Regions from separate parts of the Mus musculus genome. Here region 1 is linked to region 2. The links are chromatin contacts, called in public HiChIP or PLAC-seq maps. All regions are on one chromosome and are shown on one strand. Each heading gives the region's core, a stretch centred on a gene start, on an enhancer-like site or on the middle of the called end of the contact. The rest is flanking DNA. Distances are from core to core; before and after follow the strand shown.

Evidence for each region. HiChIP or PLAC-seq counts read pairs in DNA pulled down with a chosen protein or histone mark.
Region 1: a FOXA1 HiChIP or PLAC-seq map of pancreatic cancer cells shows a contact between it and region 2. The contact joins the promoter of Atad2 here to the enhancer-like site in region 2. A contact is called at or near these places in 3 of 39 promoter capture datasets (the 3T3-L1 cell line, cranial neural crest and hippocampal neurons), 6 of 484 Hi-C or Micro-C datasets (the C2C12 cell line, the G1E-ER4 cell line, bone marrow-derived macrophages and 3 more), 1 of 115 datasets of contacts at active chromatin or transcription factors (pancreatic cancer cells) and 1 of 9 other capture datasets (adipose tissue).

Annotation. Positions count from the first base shown.
Region 1 is chr15:58,133,716-58,137,306 of GRCm38.p6, forward strand. It overlaps Atad2 (ATPase family, AAA domain containing 2), which reads right to left and starts at 1,367. Exons shown (of 28, transcript NM_027435.2): 1 at 1,092-1,367. The coding sequence starts at 1,259.
Region 2 is chr15:57,956,287-57,960,390 of GRCm38.p6, forward strand. It overlaps Tbc1d31 (TBC1 domain family, member 31), which reads left to right. Exons shown (of 21, transcript NM_001081396.2): 17 at 2,051-2,143. Among named protein-coding and RNA genes, the nearest start is that of n-TMcat16, 18 kb to the right of the region's middle. Within about 2 kb of position 1,320, at least 24 of the 459 cell types and tissues checked have an H3K27ac peak or open chromatin away from gene starts, as enhancers often do. A contact at or near this core is called in pancreatic cancer cells, where this site is marked.

The DNA.
Region 1 (3,591 bases), core at 117-2,616, 180 kb after region 2:
CACAGAGAAACCCTGTCTCAAAAAAAAAAAAAAAAAAAAAAAAAAAAAAAAAAAAACCAAACCAAAACAAAGCAAACAAACGAAGACTGTTTCATCCCAGTCCCCAAGGAAGCTACGTCTGTCTACAAGTGATTCACTTTATATAGTGCCAATACAAGATTAGGGTTGTCTGAACTAAGTGGACACTGCTGTGTCACTCCCAGCGCAGCGCTCCTGATCAGACTTCCAGTCTCCTGACCAGCTACGCGTCTGTTTTCCTACTCCCTCACTGCAACCGGACCATCACTACCGGTTTCGGAAACTTTAGTGTTTCTTCCTCAACCTCAACCTTTTTGGTGAACGCTGTCCCCGCTGTCCCCCTTCCACCACCGCCGAAGCCGGGCGATGTGTAATCTCTCCGCACTGGTCCCAGTGATGGGCAAGAAGCATTTGCAAACCTCCCACTACAGAGACTGTAAATGCAGCATGAAGCTGCCAGAAAAGGAAAGCTGTGGGAGGCACAAAAAACCGAAGTTCCAATTCCAGAACTGTCTACCACTCTCTGTTTACCTTTCTGGAGCCCATGTCTTCATCTGTCACACCGATAACCACCAACCAGAAGGTCCTCTAAGGCTTGTCAAGAGACTTAAAGTGCAACCACGCAATGTCGCCGTTCGTCCCTCCATATTATGCAACCTGATATTTTACTTCGCTTGAGTCTCACGATGGAACCTCCCTGGACCGTACATGGAGGTCAGTGGACTCTTTACTGTCTGGGCCCACAACTCAAGATGCTCCCGTGCACGCGCTCCAGCAGTCAGGGGGTTCGCACTCCCCTGACTGACGCGACCCGGGGAAGGAACCGGGAAGGAGGTGATGGGGGGAGCACAAGGTCGGCCCAAAGCTCCTCCGCTCGGCCCTACGCAGCGCTTCGGCTCTAGGTTTCCTCTTGCGTAGAAAGAGGTGGCGACCAACTTGCTCTGCCCGCTTCCAGCCAGTTCTGTCTTTCCAGAACCTTCCACCTCGCTGGTCCACGACAGCCCACTACCCCAGAGCGGGGCGCGCGTCTCCAACCCGGGGCCCAAAGCTCCCCGCCCTAGGTCGGTACTCACGCCCGCCGCCTTGGACGCCGTCGATTTCCTCCCGGCTCGGCGCAATCTGGGCCGCCTCCCGCCGCTGTCCTGCAGGCTGAGGAACTCACTGGACAGGTCCAGAGAGTCGGTGGCCGAGGAGGTGGTGGAGCGACTGTGCAGCTCCAGGCTGCTGCGGAGGACCACCATGGTGCCCCGCTTGCAGAAGCCGGAACCCGAGGCGGGGGAAGTGGAGAACCTGGCTCCGGAGGAGGCTGCTCAGGCGCTCACGCGCTCTGAATTCTGGCGCCACAAACTGCGCGCCCAGCGGCCGCAGCGTACGCGCGCCGAATCCCTCCGCCGCCGGCCACGCCTCCTGACCCCACCCCCAGATCGACGAACCCGAAATTCTCCTCCAATCCGAAGAGCGCGGGAACCGGAGCCGACGCGAACCGAGGCGCCAGCGAACCGCGTCGAGCCCCCTCACAGGAATTTGCGACGTCGTTCTTCCAGCTGTAGTTCCGGCTCTCCGCCCTCAGTGGAAGGAGACGGAGAGAGCGGTGCAGCGTCTTGTTTGGAATTTTGGCGCGTGGAGGCGGAAGGGCCCTTTGGCTCCCTGCCGGCGGCTTCCCGCCATCTAGGCTTCAAACGCCAGAAAAAAAAGGTCCTTAAACCAAGCACTTTGCCTCCGATAGGTTTGACTTTGAGACTTGAAGAGGTTTTTATTGATGAACTAACAAAAATAAACTGCACGAAAGAAAGAAAATATAATGGTCCTTAAAGACAGCTAAAAGAACTGGCAACAGCTATTGGGATAGAATGAGTCATATAAACTTACCCGGGATTAAAAAAAAAAAAAGCTAACTTGTAAAGTAATTACGACATAAAGTTAATGGCCAGTCACCTTATAAATGATCAAATTCTTTCCTGTGCTCAGAATGGTTTGTAGTCGTGCTAGGTACAAATGTAATTCATTTACAGAGACAAGCTTTTGCTGTGTCTATTTTGTCAAGGTTAAGCGTAAAAAAAGTAATTAAATGCAACATTTTTTTTTTAATTAGGGGTATACATAATAGATTATATGATGGCTCTCAAACCCCTCAAAGAGATCTGCTGACTGACATTTTTATTTTATTTATTTACTTATTTATTTATTTTTTTTTTGTTTTGTTTTGTTTTTCGGGACAGGGTTTCTCTGTATAACCCTGGCTGTCCTGGAACTCACTCTGTAGACCAGGCTTGGCCTCGAACTCAGAAATCTGCCTGTCTCTGCCTCCCAAGTGCTGGGATTAAAGGCGTGTGCCACCACGCCCGGCTTCTGACTGACATTTTAAGGTGTTTCATGAAAATGGCTTCCCCCGGCAGACAATACCAGCTCTGCTAGCCTCAGCTGAGGAAGATGAGCAGTAACAGACTCCACCTGGACCTGCTTCCCAGATGCTAACTGGCCACTTGGCAAAGAACTACCCCATCCCTCACCCACTGCCAGAGCCCAGTCCAAACTGTGGACACGGGTTGACTGCTCTACCCTGCCTTGCAAAGGTACCTCAGCTCCCCAGAATTCCTCCTCCGCAGAAAAATCTCTCAGACCTTCTGGGTCTGACATAAGGCCGATGATAGGACCCTCTGTGGCAGCTGGTGGTGGAAGACTGACAACCTCTGCCCCAAACAAAGCCATCAAGATCACCATGGAGTAGCCCAGGGTGGCTGTCTACGTAACAGATAAATCACCTCTGTCATTCTTAATTGATACAGAGGCCATTTGGCATTAAAAATAAATAAATAAAAAGCTTTGTTAAACAAGAGATATAAATGTCCCAATTCAATAGGAACAGATTCCATTGAACTTCTAACCTTTCCAGCCCTGGCCCATTTTGATTTGAGGTACTCTCTTAATAAACAGTTTCTGTAGCTGGCAGTGGTGGTTCATTCACGCCTTTAATCCCAGCACTCAGGAGGCAGAGGCAGGTGGATCTCATGAGTAGTAGGCCAGCCTGGTTTATAAGACTACACACAAAAAAAACTTTTTTCTAAAACAAAACGTGTGTATGTATGTATGTAGTAGCAGTTTCTGTTTCTACCACTATCCACATATCCCTGTCTCAATTCTTTGTTCTGAGGCAGAAGAAACTGGAGATCCCAGTGGGCATTTAGTTGGACCTTGATATTCATCTATAATACTCCTGTTTTCTACCCCTTGAGTGCTGAATTACACATCTGTACCATCACACCATTTATGTGGTGCCTGGGATTGAATCAAGAGTTTCTTTCCTTCTTTCTTTCTTTTAAGATTTATTTATTTATTATGTGTAACAGACTCCACCTGGACCTGCTTCAAGTGTGATAACTGGCTGTCTTCAGACACTGCAGAAAAGGCCATCAGATCTTATTATGGATGGGTCTGAGCCACCATGTGGTTGCTGGGATTTGAACCCAAGACCTTCGGAAAAGCAGTCAGTGCTCTTAGCGGCCTAGCCATCTCTCCAGCCCAAATCAAGTGTTTCTTGCATGAAGGGCAAACATTCTACCAACGGATCTACAT
Region 2 (4,104 bases), core at 70-2,569:
TTTCAGCTGGTCTTTACCTATTGCCTATTAGAAATGTCCATAGTGTCATATCTTGATTTTAGAATTATTTAGAAGGCAGGTGGTTGTGACCCTCCAGGCCTACAGTGTTTGCTATCTGGTGCTCAGTAGAAAAGGTTTCCAGCCCAGAGCCTGTCTGGAAACGGACTGTAAGGTTGAGTTAGGGACCACGCTTACCTCTGTCTAGAAGGCAGGCTGTTGTCCCGACACCATTTGTTGAGTATTGGCGAAGTCCCTTGCTGACTGAGGGTTACTGCTACATGGACAGGTCTGTATAGCCCATCTTCTCCCTTGCTTTGTTTGTCCGCAATGAGTCCAGTAGCTGGGAGCTTCTCACCTCATCGCCACTCATTGTTCTTCCTCTTTCTTTAACTCAGTATTCTCAAATATTTATATTCCCAACAGAGAATTTTATTTTTCTGAATCTTCTCTCTCATCCAATTGAAATTCTCATTAGTATATTAAATTTATGCATTAATTTTGAAAGCTTAAAATCTAGTTTTGATAAAATACTAAATTTTAACTCTTGTAAAGGATTTAATTTAATACTTCTTGCTTTGTTTAAGGCTAATTAATTTTAATTGGCTTTTATAAGCTACAATTCTTTTAAATTACCTCACTAGTGAATCAAGTTAATAGCCTTGTATTCTTAACAAAAAGTGTGTGTTCTTTCCCAAAAGTGATCCACGTTCAGAACTCAGGTGTCATTATCCCAGATCCTCTTGACATACAGTAAGGCATCCTGATTCTTCTCAGTAGCATGGAGAGGCCCCTGCATAGCCCAGACTGCCCCAACTCCAGCAGGGACATGTGCACGTGACTGTGGACATTGCTCACAAACTCATGTGATCTTTTTTTATAGCTGCTTATCTCTGAAAATTCATAATCAAGTTAGCTCTGTGCCTGGATCCCCAACAGAGTGGGGTGGTGTGCCCAGCTTTGCCTTCCCTCTGTGTCCCCAGGACTCTGGCTGTAGCCTTCCCCTCTGTGTCCCCAGGACTCTGGCTGCAGCCTTCCCCTCTGTGTCCCCAGGACTCTGGCTGCAGCCTTCCCCTCTGTGTCCCCAGGACTCTGGCTGCAGCCTTCCCCTCTGTGTCCCCAGGACTCTGGCTGTAGCCTTCCCCTCTGTGCCCCCAGGACTCTGGCTGCAGCCTTCCCCTCTGTGTCCCCAGGACTCTGGCTGCAGCCTTCCCCTCTGTGTCCCCAGGACTCTGGCTGCACACTCAGACCTCACCTTAGCTAGCGTTTCCCCATACCTTCCGCATAGTCGGTTACAGACCATTTATCTTACCCCTTGAATGTGAGTCTGCGTCCCACTGTGCCCTCATTTTACGCCTCTTCCCTTACAAGTAGTTCCTAGTGCGCTGTCAACAGTGGAAATGCTCGGTAGTGACTAAGCAGTGACTCAGTCCTTCAGTGCTTGCCAGAAGAATCAATGAGGATAGGTAATTGATCGTAGTTTTGTTTTCCAAATCCACACCATTTACTTGATTCCCACCCCTGAAACACCTGGGTCTGTAGGCAGCCAGAGGCTTAGGAAGATTCTGTGGGGAGTGCCTCACCCAGCCCGCCTTAGAGCTGTGGGGACAGCAAGCTCCCGGTAAACACTCCACACAGAGAGTAGACTAACAATCAGCTCACAGGAAACTTCAATGTAGAAGAAGTTCAGAGCTTCATTTTTAATTGAACATGTTACTTTAATAAGAATAAACATTGTTTGTCTGCAGCCCAACTTCCAGTCGCCTGGTTTTCTGGAGCTGGGAGCTGGTTACCGTAACGGGGACAAGCTGCCACCTGCTCATCAGTCTGTCTCCATGGGCATATGGCGGTTGGGCCTGCTGTTTAAAAAACATAAGCTTAACCCATCTTAGCCCTGGATTCCAAGAGAGCACTGCCGTGCTGCCAGTTAGTCAGTTTCCAACCCAGTTCTACTTGTTGTGTTGGTAGTGCTCTGTGGGTGTCGGGTTACAAGATCACTGCACCTATTAAAGATTATGCTGTGAGGTCCTGACAGTCTGTGCTTCATCCATAGGTACAAATGAGAGATCAAGAAATCGCTGCCACAGCCAAGGACCTGGAAATAAGGCAGCTGGAACTCGAAGCACAAAAGCGACTTTATGAGAAGGTAGAAAGCAGCTCTCTCTGAAGGGAGGAAAGCGCTGCCCTTCAGCTGACCTGTGGACAAGGCTGGACCCCCTTGTGGTTTCTAGTATTCATTCTCTTTATCCTTTATGCAGAATATCGTGTAACTTAGCAAATGGCAGAATGCATATGTGTAATGCTTCGACTCCTGGTTCCCCAACAGTGTGGCCACATTTCCACGGTACCAGATTGAGCCCAAGTTTTGCCTCAAGATCTCACTCTTGCTGTTTGCTGAGCTCCCCTGTGTTTGTGTGACAGTGATTGAAAACACCCCTTTCCACCTGCTCAGTATCAGACTCCAGAACCCTCCCAAACCTGAAGTGCTGAGTGCTGAGTGCTCATATAGGAAGTGCTGAGTGCTGAGTGCTCACATAGGAAGTGCTGAGTGCTCACATAGGAAGATTCCCTGAACCTTTGGGTTTGAAGGAGCACAAAGCAAGAAATGGGAACTGCTTTAACCTAGAATTATCTAGAGTTAAGTCAGCAAACGTAGAGTTAAGGTATATATTTTATCATTGAAAGGAGCTGTTAATGCAAGTTTTTATTTGAGAAAAACATTTTGTTACTAAAGAGTATTTTGCAATTCTCTTTCTGGATGGCTGTAGATCTTCATAGTCAGCCTGTGTGGTAGCTGCCATTGAACCATACCTTATTTAAACATAAATGTTTGGGCTGGAGAGACAGCTGAGTGGTTAAGAGGCCTGACTGGTCTTCCCGAGGACACAGATTCAGTTCCCAGCACATACACAGCACCTACAAACCATCCGCACCTCCAGCTCCCTCCCGAGTGGAAGGACGGGTAATCTAGTGCCCTCTTCTGCCTCTGCAGGCTCTGTGTGTACACATGTGGTGTACATGAATACATGCAAGCAAAACACCTATACACATAACTAACAGTAATAAGTCTTAAATGTAAATGATTTATAATTTTTAGCAATAAACATCTTTATATATGTACCTTTTCTGCATGTAATTGAAAATGTTTTTAGCTAATTATTAATTAAGCTGTTCATAGGTCACTAGAAAAATAATAATTAAAAAAAAAATCTCCAAATCAAGAAGTAAGTCCAGGGGCCTGATCAATGGCACAGTGGTTAAGAGCACCCACATGGTCTCACTGCCATCTGTAACCCCAGCTCCAGGGCTCCAACCCTCTCTTCTGGCCTCCATGGGCATTGTATACACAAGGTTCACACACATACCTGCAAGCAGAATGCTCATGCACATAAAATAAAAATGTCTTAAAGAAAGAACTCCTGGGGGCTGGATTTTCATCGTTTAGTTTTAACACTAAGTAGCGTAGTGGTTGAGAGCATGGCTACCCTGCAGAGGACCAGAGTGAGGCTCTCAGCAGCCATGCCAGCTATCAGGTGGCTCACAACTATCTGTAACTCCAGTTCCAGGACATCTGAGGACACCTGCACTTCACACACGCACGCACACACATGCATCACGCATGCACGCACACACACACATGCATCACGCATGCACGCACACACACACACACACACACACAATTTAAATAGATCTTAAAAAGAAATAACTGCTGGGGCTCTGTGTACTGGTGGATGGAGCACTTGGTAGAAGACCCAGGCCCTGGGTTCAGCCCCAACACTGAACTAAAGCACAGCTGTGGGTGTCCTCAGCACCGGTCGGAGAGTTGGCTGGCACACAGTTTGTATTCTGCCTCTTTACCATAGATTTATCATCATGACGGTTGTTTGCTTTCCCTGTGCCCCAGCAACCATACCATTTCCTACCCCTGGCAACTACTGCTCTGGTGCCCTTGTCTATGGGTTTGCCGATCGTGGATATCCCCTATACATGTACCACCTATACAGCGGCTTCTGAAGTTGGCTTCTTTCACTTAGCATAATGTGCTATAGCATGACTCGGTGCTTTATTCATTTCAATGGCCAAGTAATGAAATGCCGTGCGATCTGA